Linked DNA regions of Mus musculus: regions 1, 2 and 3 are each linked to region 4. Evidence: chromatin contacts called from public Hi-C and HiChIP or PLAC-seq data. All regions are on one chromosome and are shown on one strand. The core of a region is the stretch at or near the end of the contact, and the rest is flanking DNA. Distances in the headings are between cores, read along the strand shown.

Region 1 (3,139 bases), core at 437-2,936, 320 kb after region 4:
GATAGAAGCAGGATCAGACTTCTCCTGGGGAATTTACCCTCAGGCTTAGGGGGTAAGTTAGCCTTTTTTGCTAAGTTCTCAGGAGCAGGGCAGAGAGGAAAGGCTCATTGTTCTAGAAACTGTAGCTACTGACTTGTCCTCACGGCCATCTGTGTGGCCTCCATGGGGTGATTGTCCGTTCTTCTGTTCAAAACTGTTGCCTGTCTGGTTTGGAGCTGGAGAGGCATGTAGTCAGACAGACCTCAGCCGGCTTGGTAGCTGAGAGATTACCCTGCATCTATCTTCTGCCACCTTCTCTGGTTTCCACTGTGTGAATAAAACTGGGCTGGGGCCACTCTTGCTGGGCACCCACATTTTCTTTGAGCCTCTGCATTCTCATCTGTACAATGGGAGGCTAGACTAGCGGACCCCCCAAGACCCCTCCAAACTCTTCCATCTTGGAATCTGGTAGGGTGGTGGTGGGAACGCAGCCTTTGAAGGTTGTTACTGTCTCCTGTGTGGTTGGGCTGGGCACTCTGCCTTCACCCAGGCTTGAGAAAAAAGGAGGAAGACTCAAGAGGTGCTGACGTCACTTGCTGAGTGCTCAACTCATCCTCCACTTGTGTAATGGTGACTCCTCTTTCTGGACTGATGGAGCTTAGTCCTGTGTGGGGTCAGGAGGTCAGTGTGATTCCTACAGTTTCTCAGACTCTTGCTTCGGTTTCTCAGTTGTCTGGTGAGTGCAACAGAAGCACCAATAGGAAGTCAGGCAGAGCTGAAGTCCCTAGGACTTGGGGTTAAACAGGACACTCATATCCCCGTTCTGATATCACCACAGTCATCACCTTCATCATCACCCATTATTCATATTGTTAAACACATATTGTTCTTTATGCAGCCTTGTGCAGGAGGTGAGCAAAGCTACAGGAAGATCCCAGTCATACACACTGGTCCCATCCTAGGCATCACTTAGAAACCAATGAACTTGACCTCTACCTAGAGGCCAGATCTCACTCATGACAGGACACGGAGCCAGAGGCGCGAGCCTGTGTTTGCCAGGTTTGCTCTTTCCAGAAGATAAGCATCTGGATTCCAAGCAGCTGTTGTTGCTGCACAGGTGTGCCCTCCAGTGCCCCCCTACCTCTGCAGTCCCTCCACAGGGGTACAGCAAACGGTGCTGGCTCAGCGCCGATTGGTATTCATTTTTGTAACAATGAATCATGACACATTTGGCAGGGGAAGGGGGCCTGGAATAACTCAGGGGCCCAGGAGTTTCTGGCAACTGAGAAATCTCTACCTCCTTGTTTGGGGCATCTTCCAGGCTAACACCTAGAGCCTGAGAGCCAGCAGGTTGCAAGACTAGCGTGGGATTGCTTTGGAAACAGGGTGGCAAGCTGCAGGCAGGAGGTGAGCTGCGGGCGCCTCCTTCTGGCCCCGTGGGGCTGGAGCAGGCCTGGGGAGGGTTCCTGCCTAAACCTTAGCCCCTGGGCTCTGGTATGTGACCCTCCCTGGCCCTGAGCCCCTTCATGGCCAGAGGGAAAGAGTAGAGCCCCGGCTCTGGAGAGTCTTTTGGAGGACAGAGAGAGAGAGAGAGAGAGAGAGAGAGAGAGAGAGAGAGACTGTTATGTAATCGGTTTACCTCCTCATCAAAACCGGTGACTAATTCAGACAGTCTCTGCCAGATTGGCTCTGCAGCCTTGTTGTTAGCTTCAGAGGGCTCAGCCAGTCGCTGACGGGTCCTCACACCCTCTGCTGGATAGATTTCCTCTCCACTGGTCTCAGCTCCCCAAATGTAAACTCTGCCCGGAAGTCACCTAGATCTGGGTAGTTAGGGAGGCGAGCATCCAGCCCCACTCCCACTGTGTGTTTCCCTGCATCTATAAAGGAGGCCACAGAACAAGAGTTCGCCTATCTGTCTGGAGACCCGTCTGCCTGACAGCTCACTGAGGTCTGTCATCTGTTCTTGAGTGACAGTGACCAAGAAAAGCAGGCGTCCAGGCTGAGAGCTTTGACTTGCAAAGGTTGAGAGTGTTGGGCTCAGAACTCAGTGGCCAAGTCTCACCGTGACTCAGGGTGGAAGGGCCACCCCAAGGCTTCTGACCTTGGACTCCTGGCTGTGTACGTTTCAGGCTTCCTGGATGATGCCAGGGACCTATGCACACCGCTGTTGTTCTAGGGACCTATGCTTACCGCTGTTGTTCTTTCTTTTCTTGGTCCAAAGCAGACGTGTGGAGCACTCAGCCCTCTTTCTACCCCAGAAGGCTGTGCTTCAGAAAACAGCAGCACGTGTTGGCTTATATGAGGAGACAGCTCACGGAGAGATACGGCAAGTTATTCTCTGTGACAGTCCCAGGGTACTGGCCACAGCAAGTATGCCCACTGTATGCCAGGGCTCATTTTGTTTACTCCTTTACCGAAGAATCATCCGGGGCTTGGGTTAGTCTCATTTTATAGGTGAGAGAGCCGAGCCCGAAAGAGATCGTGTGGTCTCCCGAAGCTGTTAAGCACCCACCGGAGCTAGGACTTGATCTCACATCTCAGAGCCCCCCCCCCCCCCCCCCCCCGCTCTGTCGTGACACACCACTTCCCTGTGGCATTCCCAGGACTGGTTCTGAGGCCCTTGAGACATTCCCAGTCCCAGCAACTTTGCAGCAATGGCCCTGCCAACTCCAGAAGATAATGCAGCCTTGTGCTAGTCCTTCGACTTCCTTCCGTTGGGCGGCTCATAGACATGACCTCATTCGCTCTCCCAGATCCCTTAAGACCTGGGAGTGGTGGAGATTCTGACTTCTGATTCCCAGGGAATCAAAGGCCGGCACAGAGAGGCACAGAGACCCGCCCTCAGTCACACAGCTAGTCAGGACTGAAGTTGGTCTTTTCTGTCCTTTAGTACAGTCACTTAGCTTGATGGTTAGGAATCAAAATCACCCCCCCCCAGATCTTGAATATTGGGGGAGGGGTGCTCCTCCTGGTGTGTGTGGTGGGGGGAGGGAATGATTCAGAGGCTGAAACAACTCCAGGAGAGTTGGAGTGGTGTTGGAAAGGGAAATCTGAGATGCACAGAAATTCAAGTGTTATGGAAAGCAGGGGTAGCCTTGGAACCTGCCTGCCCGCCTGCTTCCCTCCCTGGAGGCTCTGGGGTGGGGGGTCAGAGCAGTCT
Region 2 (3,426 bases), core at 791-3,290, 480 kb after region 4:
GGGCTCTTTTCTTTCTACTGGGTTGCCACCCCCAGCCCTGATAGGAGGGTTCTTGCCGAGTCTTATCCGTGTCTTGTTGTGCTGTGTTGAGTTGATATTTCTTTACTGACGGGAAAAGAAGGAAGAGAGGATCTGGGGGAGGCACTGGGAGAGAAAGAAGAAAAACTGCCCAGGTTTACGAAAGAAAGAAAGAAAGAAAGAAAGAAAGAAAGAAAGAAAGAAAGAAAGAAAGAAAGAGAGAGAGAAAGAGAGAGGGGGGAAGGGGGGAGGGAGGGAGGGAGGGAGGAAGGAAGGAAGGAAGGAAGGAAGGAAGGAAGGAAGGAAAAGGAAAGGAGAAGGAAAGAAAGAAAGTCAATCTTCACCAAATCACATCCATTCAACCAATCTGTATTAAGAGCCTGCTGTGTGGCAGAGATTGTTCTCCATCTGAGGGTACAGCATTGGGTTAAACAGATGAAGAGCCCTGCTCTCCCAGAGCATACAGTCTAGTTGTGGGGTCGTGGTAGCAGCAGAAAGACAAACTAGCAAACCCCAGAATTCTTGACGGACATTCATGTAGGCTGGAAGGTTGTGAATAGGATGAGAAACGGGGAAGGGGATAAGTGGACTCTACGAGGCCTCCCTGAGGAGGCGACCTTCAGGCAACCATCTAAAAGGGAGAGAGCCATTCGAAGAAGGTTGGAGAGGGTGGGGGTGTCAGAAGGTAGAGGTGGCTCTCTGGTGCAAAGGACCCCAGGAATACTGGGAAACCAGGTAAGTTAGGTGGGCAAAGTGCAGAGGAGCTGAGAGTAGAGAGGATGTGAGGAACAGGTCAGATGCCAGGGCATCTATCTGGCAGGCACTGGTAGCGACTGGGCACTTACTCAGGAAACTGAGGGGAAGCCTGACAAACTTTGGGCAAAGGCTTGGACTCATCTGACCCGCAGACTTAAGGGCGCCCTCTGATGGCCGAATTGAGAACAGGCTGAGCCTTGGGGACAAACAGTGGTGCTTGGTGGTAACTAGGTGAGAGGCTAGGTCCAGAGAGTGGTAGCCGCTGCCAAAGTAGGGACCCTGAGGAAAGGAGAGATAGCCAGCTTCTAGACCTTTCCATGGGGCTCTGGTAGCACAGTGGGAGAGACAGAGACACCCCTCCACTCCCCCAGTCCTGGGTTAAAACTGAGGATAAAACAGGTTTGGTAAGGGGTAAGGCGGGGACTGGATGCTTGATATGAAGGGCCCACAGGACATCTCAGTGGTCATATGAGTTGAGACAACTGGTATGTGGATAAGGCCACCCAAGAAAAAGAGGGACAACTAAGGAGAGGACAGAGAAATGAATGAGAGAGAGAGGATGGATCCTGGAAGCTACCTGTGTCTAGCAGGAGGGAGTCACCCACTGGGGAAAACAGTCCAGATGGGGCAGAGAAAGAATTCCACAGAGGACTGCCCTCTGGGTCCTAGCCTTGAAAGGGGGTACTCTTGGGACTCTAAGGGAGAACAGGGAATCTTAGAGGGCCAGGGAGTTTGCACAAGGTGGCAGAGCTCCAAGCAATGACACCAAGGTTTACATCTTCCGAGAGTCCCTGGTTTCTTATTCTCTAGGCTCAGATTCTAACTAAACCTCGGTAAACTGAGGCAGGCAGCTTTCACAGCTCCCAGTTTGCACTTAGGAAACCGCGAGCACTGTTTCAAAATCTTTGTGATCTGGGGTCGGCAGTGGGAGGTACCCTCGATGTTCTTCCCATCAGCAGTTTCCCCCGGGCTAATCATGAGTGAGGGGCGAACTGGGGACATTGAAAATGGAAAGCATTCGGCGGCTAGCTCTTTGCACTGTCGTAACAGAGGTGCAGTTTCACTCTGGACTGGTGAAAAGATAGACGCAGCGGGGCTTGGGACCTCAAGCGTCACACCAGAGCCACACGTTGGATTCTCTGTGCCTTCTTCATTCATGGATCCCGCTCCACCAACTAGGAGAAGCCTGTGTGTTCCTGCCCTGGTGGCCCCAGCCAAGCTTCCGGGCTTTGCGTTGTTTCGGGCACGATGACGGTCACCTCGCGCCCCCTGGTGGTAACTCTTTCAGTTACAGCCTCGGAGCGAACAGAAGGCCTCTGTTTACACAAGCAGGCTAGGGAACTGGAACCCCGAAGCACCTTCAGCACCTTCTCCTCCTTTGCCACATCCCACCCACACCGTCCTTTTGGGAGTCTGGGGGCCTTCATTCCCCTGAGCACGCATGGCCCAGTCCCTCTACATTCCCATAGCGGTAGAAAGAACACAGGCCTAGATACCCAAATGTCACTCTGCCCCTGCAGACCCAAAAAAGCAGCAAAGAATTGCAGGGTTCTCCACCTGTACGTATTGCAGGCCACCCGCACCACACCTGGCCTGCTCCACGCCCACCTGTCCCTTGGTTAAGACACGTGACATTTCTGGAATCGTCCTAGCCCGTACGCAAAGGGAAGTGATTGTTTCCTGTTCTGGCTTCTTCCCTGAACATGGGAAGCCATTTATTTGGGCACCTAGGCCTGTATTCTTTTCATTACTATGGGAAGGAACTGGGCCATGCAGGCTCAAGAAAGTAGTGTGGGATGTGGGGGCGAGGGAGGCACTCTTAGAGCAGGAGGTGGCAGTTGGGCCATGTGGAGCACCCTCCAGGTGGCCCTCTCCTCACCAGGAAGTGGCAACACTGGACATGAGCTTAGTTCTGGACCCTCTTAGTCTAGCTGAAACCTCTTCCGGTGCCTTGGTCTCCTAGAATCTACTCCTAATGCGCTCAGCACAGAGCCTGGCCCATGGAGGAGGGCCAGAAGATGTTTTCACATGACCGTCGGGGAACGGAAAGATAAGTGGAACAGAGAATGGCTTAGAAGCCAGGGTCTCAGAGCTTTGACCTCCATGTCACATGAAAGTAATGTCTCCCAGCTTGTGGTGAGACTTGGATAAGGCCTGGAGGCAGCAAAACCACGGGTATAAGGCTGTAGGTCAAGGTGTGCCCCTCCAACAGGCTCTGACATAGTTCAGGCTGACCTTGAACTCACGTAACTAAAGATGACTTGGAACTCATCCTTCTGCCTCCATCTCCTGAGTACTGGGATTATAAGTACACCAGCATGCTTGGTTTTATTCAGGGCTGGGGATCAGGCCCAGGGTTTTGTGTACGCTAGGCAAGAAATCTACCAACTGAGTTACACCCCCGGCCCACAGCCCACACTTGTCTTCTCTGGAAGGATCTGGGGAGACTCCCTCTGCCTCTCTAGGCCTCGAATTCCCTGCCATAGACAGAGCCCCACACCTGTCCCGCCTGTCTACGGGGACTGATGTGAGATAAGAAATGTGAAATTACAGCATGGCGGAGAACACACAGCAATGACTGTCATAACAGGGAAAGTGCTTTGAAAAATGGTGACGCTTACCCTGTTATTACCGAGGGACAAAGCTCCCAGT
Region 3 (3,178 bases), core at 145-2,644, 300 kb before region 4:
TGTGTCCCCAGCCAGTCCTAGCTTTCTTTAAATTTGATTCCAAACCCCTAGACTTCCCCTGCAATTCCCACCTTCTCAAACAGCTCCTCCAAATTCACTCCTAGGTCCCCTGCAGGGGCATTTTGAGTCTGCGGAAGAGAGGGCGGAGCTCTAAAGGCCCCTGCTAGACCTGGCTAAAGGCCCTGTTTAGGGGACAGGGGGAGGTATCTATGAGCTTGCTGGGAGTTGGGGCGCAGGGGAAGTGCAGGGTGGCAGACCACTTTGTGGCTTGCTGGAACTCAGGAAGGTGAGAAGGCAAATAAGTCCACCTGTGCTGCTCTGTGAACTCAGGGAAAGGGAGCCAGAGTTTAGACTCCCCAGATCGCCCCTCCTTTCAGCTCAGCACCACCCACCTGTCTGTAAGGAGAGAACTGGTCACCAGCCTTCACATCCCCGGCTGCCTGTCATATTACAGTCCACTTAAGCCTGTCAAATGCACTGGAGCACACCTTTAATCACAGCGCTCAGGAGAGAGGCAGGTGGGTCTGTGAACTGGAGGCAAGCCTGGTCTACACAGTGAATTCTAGGTCAGTTGATGCTACATGGTGAGACCCTGTCTCAGGTAGAAGATGGGAGAAGAGGAAAAAAAAAAATCTATCAAGGTCTCTGAGCGCTAAAATAAAAATAAAGCCAGTGGCAGGCTGGGACGTGGAGGGTGAAGTCGCAATTCCAAGGAACAGGAAGAGCCTAGATTCTGGGACTGTGGCCCCTTCACTCACCAGCTGGCTTATTCTGAGCCGGCTACCTCCCAATCCGCCAATTTCCTATCAGCAAACTGCAGTCAGTATAGCTGACTTGGGTAGCCAGCTACATGAGACTAGTGGTCATATGTCCATACTGCTGGACACTGCATTCCAGGCAACTGCTTGGGGACACTGGTGAATTGGGGCTGAGAACCTAGGGCTGGGTGTCAACCCCCCAAATAAGGCCCAGACATCTTAGGGATTTCCTCACTGACTCACTGTCATTTCATTTGGTCCTCCAGTACTCCAATAGCTGACCACACCACCCACCTTTAAAAAACAAAAATAGACTACGAGGGCCCAGGCAAAAGTGACTCCCACTCGTCTTCGGATCTCCATTTCAAACCAGTTTTTGTGAGCATTGAGATCTTTCAAGAGCTGCACCTGACTCCCCATCTCTGGCCTCAACCTGTTGCACCCACTGTTCACAGCCTTACCCCTCCTTCCTAGTGGCAAGGGGTGACAGCAGAGAAGCTGAGCCAGCAGCCGCTCAAGCCAAGCCCACCCCTGCTCCCTGGAGGGAGGCTCCTCCTTTTAAGGCTGCTTCTGGGAATTCCCACCCGAGCCAGAATTCGAGACCCCCAGCCCCAGCTCGGTACCTGCAGCTCATTCTTAAGGAGATGAGGTTGCCGCATCAAACCTGAGGGCGGGAGCTGCTGACCCTGAGGAAGGGGAGGGCAAGGCGCCTCCCTCCCTGTGCTTGCCGCTGGCCCCGCACTTCACGGAGACCGGCAGGTTGGTGCGGGTCAGGAATAAATCAAGAGAGATCGTAGGGGCCAGCCTCCTGATAGAGGACGCTCTCGCAGCTCCAATCCTTTGCGCCCGGGGACCTCTGCCCGAAGCCAGTAGCCCAAGAGAGCGAGTACGCCAATCGGACCAGCTCCGGCTTCGCAGCCCCACTGGCCCGGAAGGTGGACACCTCGCACCTCAGTCTCTCAATTACGCCTCCCCTTCATTCCCCCCTCGGCTAGCCTTCCCCTTCCCTCCATCTCCTTTCATTCCTGAAAACCTGTGGCTCCGAGAAACCTTGGCTTCTCTGGGACTCTACCTCAGGGGCCTGGCCACATCCGCTCCTGAGTTTGGGGAGCAGAGGGGCAATCGCCCCAAGAAGTCTCTCCAGCGATGGGAGCCGCCCGCCTGCTGCCTAACCTTACCCTGTAAGTGTGCTGCCTGCGCCCGGAGTTCTTTTTTGCCATTTCCAGCCCCAGGAATATTATACCTCCATCCCGGGGCAGGTGGGACAAGACAAAGGTGGGGGATGGGGGTGCCCTGGGGTGCCCACACCTTGAGCTGCCTTGTCTTCCCAAACAGGTGCTTGCAGCTATTGATTCTCTGCTGTCAAACACAGGTAGGCACCCCTGCCTAGCCCCCAACCCCCAACCTTTCCCACCTCACCTCGAAGGAGGAGAGGCAGGACTGGCCTCCCCTAACCAAGCAACTGTTAAGGTTTGGAGGATCAGTTCAGAAGGTGGGTTGGAAAACAGACTGAACCAGAATGGGGAATAGACTGAGGTTTGCCTCTCAAACCTTTCTAACAACACTCCTGGGTCTCTACCCTTGCCATCCCTCTGTGCTGGGTTTCAGAGGGCCCCAGGCAGTTAGCAGCCAGTGGAGGCAAGCGCTCAGGTAAGGTTTGTCCGTGCAGATACCTGAAGGGTTTGGGTTCGAAACCCACATGTACCGTCCACCGTCTACTCTTACCCACATGTTTGGACTATAGGTGGCCAGGGTCTCCATATGGTTGGACTATCCAACCAAGTAGACCCGTTACCTCTAGGGTTCCTAGGTCAAGCCTAGAGGTTTGTTTGGAGTGGAATTCAGGGCTTACCTCTCCACCCCTCCACCTCCCACCCCCAAGTCTCAGCCCCCAGCTCCAGGCGAGGCCCTGTCCCTTTTTTGTGATTCTCCATAAGACTGCAGCTATTAAAATGCACTGGTCCAGAACCGCTCTGGGGAGAGATGGTCTGGCTTTCCCAGGCCAGAGGCCTGTTTCTCTCCCATCCACTGGGGACTTTTCTTTTTTTAAGGTAAATGCCTTTTCAGTGGGAAGGGGCTGCCTTTGAAGCAGTGGGGGGGTGGGAGAGAGACAACACCCCCCTTTTCCTTCCCCCCTTTTCTCTAGCCCGTTCCAGGCCTTTTGCTTCACACATCTAGGGAGAGTAAGAAGAAAGCCCCCAGCCTGGCAGGGAGGGGGCTGGGGGTGGGTCCAACCTGTTCTGGAAAGGAAATTAGCACAATGGCGCTGCTGCCCTGGGCGTTTATGGCCTGGCTGAGGCTCCATTCAGGACTCAGGGAAGGTGGCAAGGCTGTCCTTTCCCCCTTGAAGTGCCCCTTCACCCCCCTGGGAGGGGGGGCAACAGGCTGAACCACAGCCATGCTTGAGGGGCTGTCTGACA
Region 4 (3,278 bases), core at 201-2,700:
AAACCAGCCAGAGTGTCTGGGACAAGTCTGCTTAGAGTTTTGGCTGGTATCCACAGAGGAGATAGAAATGGGAAAAGGGAGGCATACACATACTCAGACATGTATGTATGCATGTATGTATGCGTGTATGTATGCATGCATGCATGTATGTATGTGTGTATGCATGTATGTATATATGTATGTGTGTATATCCTTTTAAATTAGAACTTAGGAGAAAAATGGAAGGCTTAGCAGTGAAGACACTAAGTAACTGCTACATTTATCTTTGAAGTTTTTCTTTTTACATTGATCAACTGCTTGTATGCGCTCACACGCACACCCGTGCAGAGGTCAGAGCATAATTGGCTAGAACCAGTTCTTGCCTTCTCTTGTGGGTTCTGAGGATGCAGCTCAGGTGGTCAGGCTTGAGGCCAGTGCTCTTACCTGCTGAGCCATCTCCCCAGTCCACGTCTCTCTTCTGAGATGGGATCTCTGTTTAAAACCCAGGCTGGATTCAGTCTTACCCATCTTCCTGCCTCAGTGTCCCCTCAGTGCTGGCTTTGTAGGCAGGTGACACTGCCTGGCTTGGCATATGTCCTAAGCAATAGTCTTATTAACTTCATAGCTTCAGTAGTATTGTAACTCATAGAACATACTGTAACCTGATGTTAAAAGGCCAGAGGGGCCGCCTGCGTGAAAGCTAATCAACACCAGCCATAGTCAGAAACCACTATCCTGAGTGTCCTCTGCCCTCACTACTCTAGTAGTCATGTGCGTGATGTTGTCAGTAGGACGGGCTAATGGAGGTTCATCCAGAGTAGGGGGGAGCTCAGAGACCTGCTCAGCTTGGGGCCACCACCACCTGTGACCAGAACTTGCCATTCATACTTTTAGGAAATGGAAGTGTGTGGCAGGCACGTTAGTGCAACACTATAGGTTTGTGATCACCCATTTTGTGATTTCCCATTCCTCTTGGCCAGTCTAGCTTGCTAAGAGCCCTACAAAGCTAAAGTCGAAGTGCCAACCAAAGTTCTTTTCTGGGAGGGTGGCTTGCAAGGTTGGAAAGAAGTCGGCTCCTTGTTGATGTAGGATGGATTTTCCCTTCCTCTGGTTGCTAGCCAGGGACCACATTCAGTTCCTAGAAAACCCTCTCTCCCTATTTCCTAATATCTCTTGTTTTTGTTTCTGGGACAGGGTCTCATGTATCATAGGCAGGCCTTAAACCTTGAACTTCAGATTCTTCTTCCTTCACCACCATTGTTGGAATCACAGGCAGGTGCCACCACACAGATTGTGTTTAGGATGGAAGCCAGGGCTTTGTTTATCTTAGGCAAGCACTCTACCAGTGTAGGCACAAGGCCAGCTCCCTCTCTCCCTTTTAACTTTTGAAGCAGGGTCTCCTGTAACCCGAGCTGGCCTTGCACTCACTGTGAGGCTGTGGATGCCCTTGAACTCTTGATTCTCTTACCTCCACCTGCTACGTGCTGGCCAGGGCCTCCACCAGTCTCAGTTCCTATCTGTCAGCCACCAGCTGCAGCCTCCCTGCAGGTATGACGCAGGAGTGCCATCTCAATTACAGGTGCTGCCCACAAAGAAGGCAAGGGTCACAGGAGTCATCTTAGAACTATAAACCTGACTAAAGTGATCCCGCCTTGATGCCAACACCAAAGTATTTACCTAGAGCTCGCTTTCCTGACAGGTTGCCGGAGGTTGGTGGTTTCCAACCACCACGGTGTTCTCTGTAGTTCCTGGAGTCAGAAGGCTGAGATCAAGTGTGGGTGGGGCTCTGCTCCAACAGCTCTTCCTGTTAAAGAATCCTTCCTGATGTCTTCAGCTTCAGGTCTAGGTAGGGGTTTGGGGGTGGGAGGAGTAGTCACAGTAGGTGGGGAAGGGACCTTTGGTACTTCCTGGCTTGTGGCTACATAACACTAGCCTCTGTTTTGGTCCTTCTACCACCTTCCTTAATTCTGTGTGTGTGTATGTCCCCATCTCCTCCCCTTTTTCTGATAATGACGAGAGCCATTGGATTTAGGGCCCATCCAGATTCCAGGATGCTTTTACTCTTTTTTTTTTTTTTTTTTTTTTTTTTTTCCATTTTTTATTAGGTATTTCGCTCATTTACATCTGCAATGCTATACCAAAAGTCCCCCATAGCCACCCACCCCCTGATGCTTTTACTCTTAACATCCTTGCCTGACTTCATCAGCAGAGGCCCCACTTCTTACTCAGATCACATTCCTGAGGTTTCCCATGGAGGTGATTTGTGGGTACCATTCAGCTTATGCAGGGAGACAACCTTTGTAGAATCTGGCTCATGAACCTATGAACAAGAGGAGGGAGGAGAAAAATACTGCTCTTCAGCCCTGTGACAGAAAGCAGGCCTGGATGCTCTGGTTCAGAGCCCAACCCTAGGCTTCCTGCTACCCACCTGCCCGTTTGATGTTGCAGATCTGAGAGCCGCCCCCCCCCCCCGCCCCCATCTGACATCCCTGATCAGACGTCCCAGGTGCAGGGTGTCCCTGTAGGAAGTGCAGGGTTGGGGCTGAGGGACCACTAGAGTGTTGCAGCTCTGAGCTGTATCTCTAGACCTTCTTTATTTCTCTTGTCTATGTTACTCTGTCTCTAGACAACTAACATTTATTGAGTGGCATAGCAAGTACTATGTTTCTATTCTGTATCTCACCTTTTTGGCTACTCCGAGGGAGGGGCCATTCCAGCCTTTGCTTCTCGCTGTAAGGTAACCAAGTCCCATCGGCTTGTGTCTTGACTTAGATCCTCGAAGTTGATAATGTGGGATCCAGGGTCAGGCTGAGGTCTGTGTGACTGGGAGCACTCTTAGCTCTTATGTTTATTTAGCAATAGTTTATATGTGTATGTACGATGGGGAGTGCATTTGCCATGGCACATGTGTGGAAATCAGAGAACATTTTTCTTTTTCTGGAGGGTGATCTCTCCATTTACCCATGTAAGTGAGTTTCAGGGGTTAGACTCAGATCACCTGGCTTGTGTCCCAGGCACTTTTACCCACTGGGCCATCTTGCTGGCCCAGAGTCTTTTCTAACTCCTCACCTTTGGATGCATGTCGTTACGCGGGTTCATAGTAGCAGTCCTTTCTGCTGCACACTTAGATTGCTTTTCTTTGGTAGGTTGTGATTTGTTGTCTGTCTGGGGGTGGTACCATGGGATCGAATCTAAGGCCTTAGTAAGCAAGATCCTATCTCAAGATAAAACTTTAGAAAAGAGTGAGGTGGTCCATGCCTCTAGTCCAGGAGGCAGGTGGATCTCGGTGCGTTTGAGGT

The links. Hi-C and Micro-C count contacts between places; a contact is called where the count stands out from the background. HiChIP or PLAC-seq counts read pairs in DNA pulled down with a chosen protein or histone mark.
Region 1: a contact with region 4 is called in an HNF4G HiChIP or PLAC-seq map of pancreatic cancer cells. The contact joins two enhancer-like sites. A contact is called at or near these places in 1 of 39 promoter capture datasets (cranial neural crest) and 1 of 115 datasets of contacts at active chromatin or transcription factors (pancreatic cancer cells).
Region 2: a FOXA1 HiChIP or PLAC-seq map of pancreatic cancer cells shows a contact between it and region 4. The contact joins two enhancer-like sites. A contact is called at or near these places in 6 of 39 promoter capture datasets (the C10 cell line, the HPC-7 cell line, cranial neural crest and 3 more), 1 of 15 datasets of contacts at CTCF or cohesin (large pre-B cells), 6 of 115 datasets of contacts at active chromatin or transcription factors (astrocytes, embryonic basal ganglia, embryonic limb bud and 3 more) and 3 of 9 other capture datasets (adipose tissue, liver and macrophages).
Region 3: a Hi-C map of embryonic stem cells shows a contact between it and region 4. The contact joins the promoter of Fgf17 here to the enhancer-like site in region 4. A contact is called at or near these places in 7 of 484 Hi-C or Micro-C datasets (all in embryonic stem cells), 1 of 115 datasets of contacts at active chromatin or transcription factors (pancreatic cancer cells) and 1 of 9 other capture datasets (adipose tissue).

The regions. Positions count from the first base shown.
Region 1 is chr14:70,019,903-70,023,041 of GRCm38.p6, reverse strand. All of the region lies in intron 4 of Pebp4 (phosphatidylethanolamine binding protein 4), which reads right to left. All of the region lies in intron 3 of Gm33524 (a long non-coding RNA gene), which reads left to right. Among named protein-coding and RNA genes, the nearest start is that of Gm41198, 26 kb to the right of the region's middle. Within about 2 kb of position 1,686, at least 90 of the 459 cell types and tissues checked have an H3K27ac peak or open chromatin away from gene starts, as enhancers often do. A contact at or near this core is called in pancreatic cancer cells, where this site is marked.
Region 2 is chr14:69,860,200-69,863,625 of GRCm38.p6, reverse strand. All of the region lies in intron 3 of Pebp4 (phosphatidylethanolamine binding protein 4), which reads right to left. Among named protein-coding and RNA genes, the nearest start is that of Pebp4, 22 kb to the right of the region's middle. Within about 2 kb of position 2,040, at least 92 of the 459 cell types and tissues checked have an H3K27ac peak or open chromatin away from gene starts, as enhancers often do. A contact at or near this core is called in pancreatic cancer cells, where this site is marked.
Region 3 is chr14:70,640,484-70,643,661 of GRCm38.p6, reverse strand. Fgf17 (fibroblast growth factor 17) reads left to right here and starts at 1,394. Exons shown (of 5, transcript NM_001360108.1): 1 at 1,394-1,939; 2 at 2,094-2,130. The coding sequence starts at 1,905.
Region 4 is chr14:70,339,708-70,342,985 of GRCm38.p6, reverse strand. The region is part of intron 1 of Slc39a14 (solute carrier family 39 (zinc transporter), member 14); the gene reads left to right. Among named protein-coding and RNA genes, the nearest start is that of Slc39a14, 10 kb to the left of the region's middle. Within about 2 kb of position 1,450, at least 69 of the 459 cell types and tissues checked have an H3K27ac peak or open chromatin away from gene starts, as enhancers often do. A contact at or near this core is called in embryonic stem cells and pancreatic cancer cells, where this site is marked.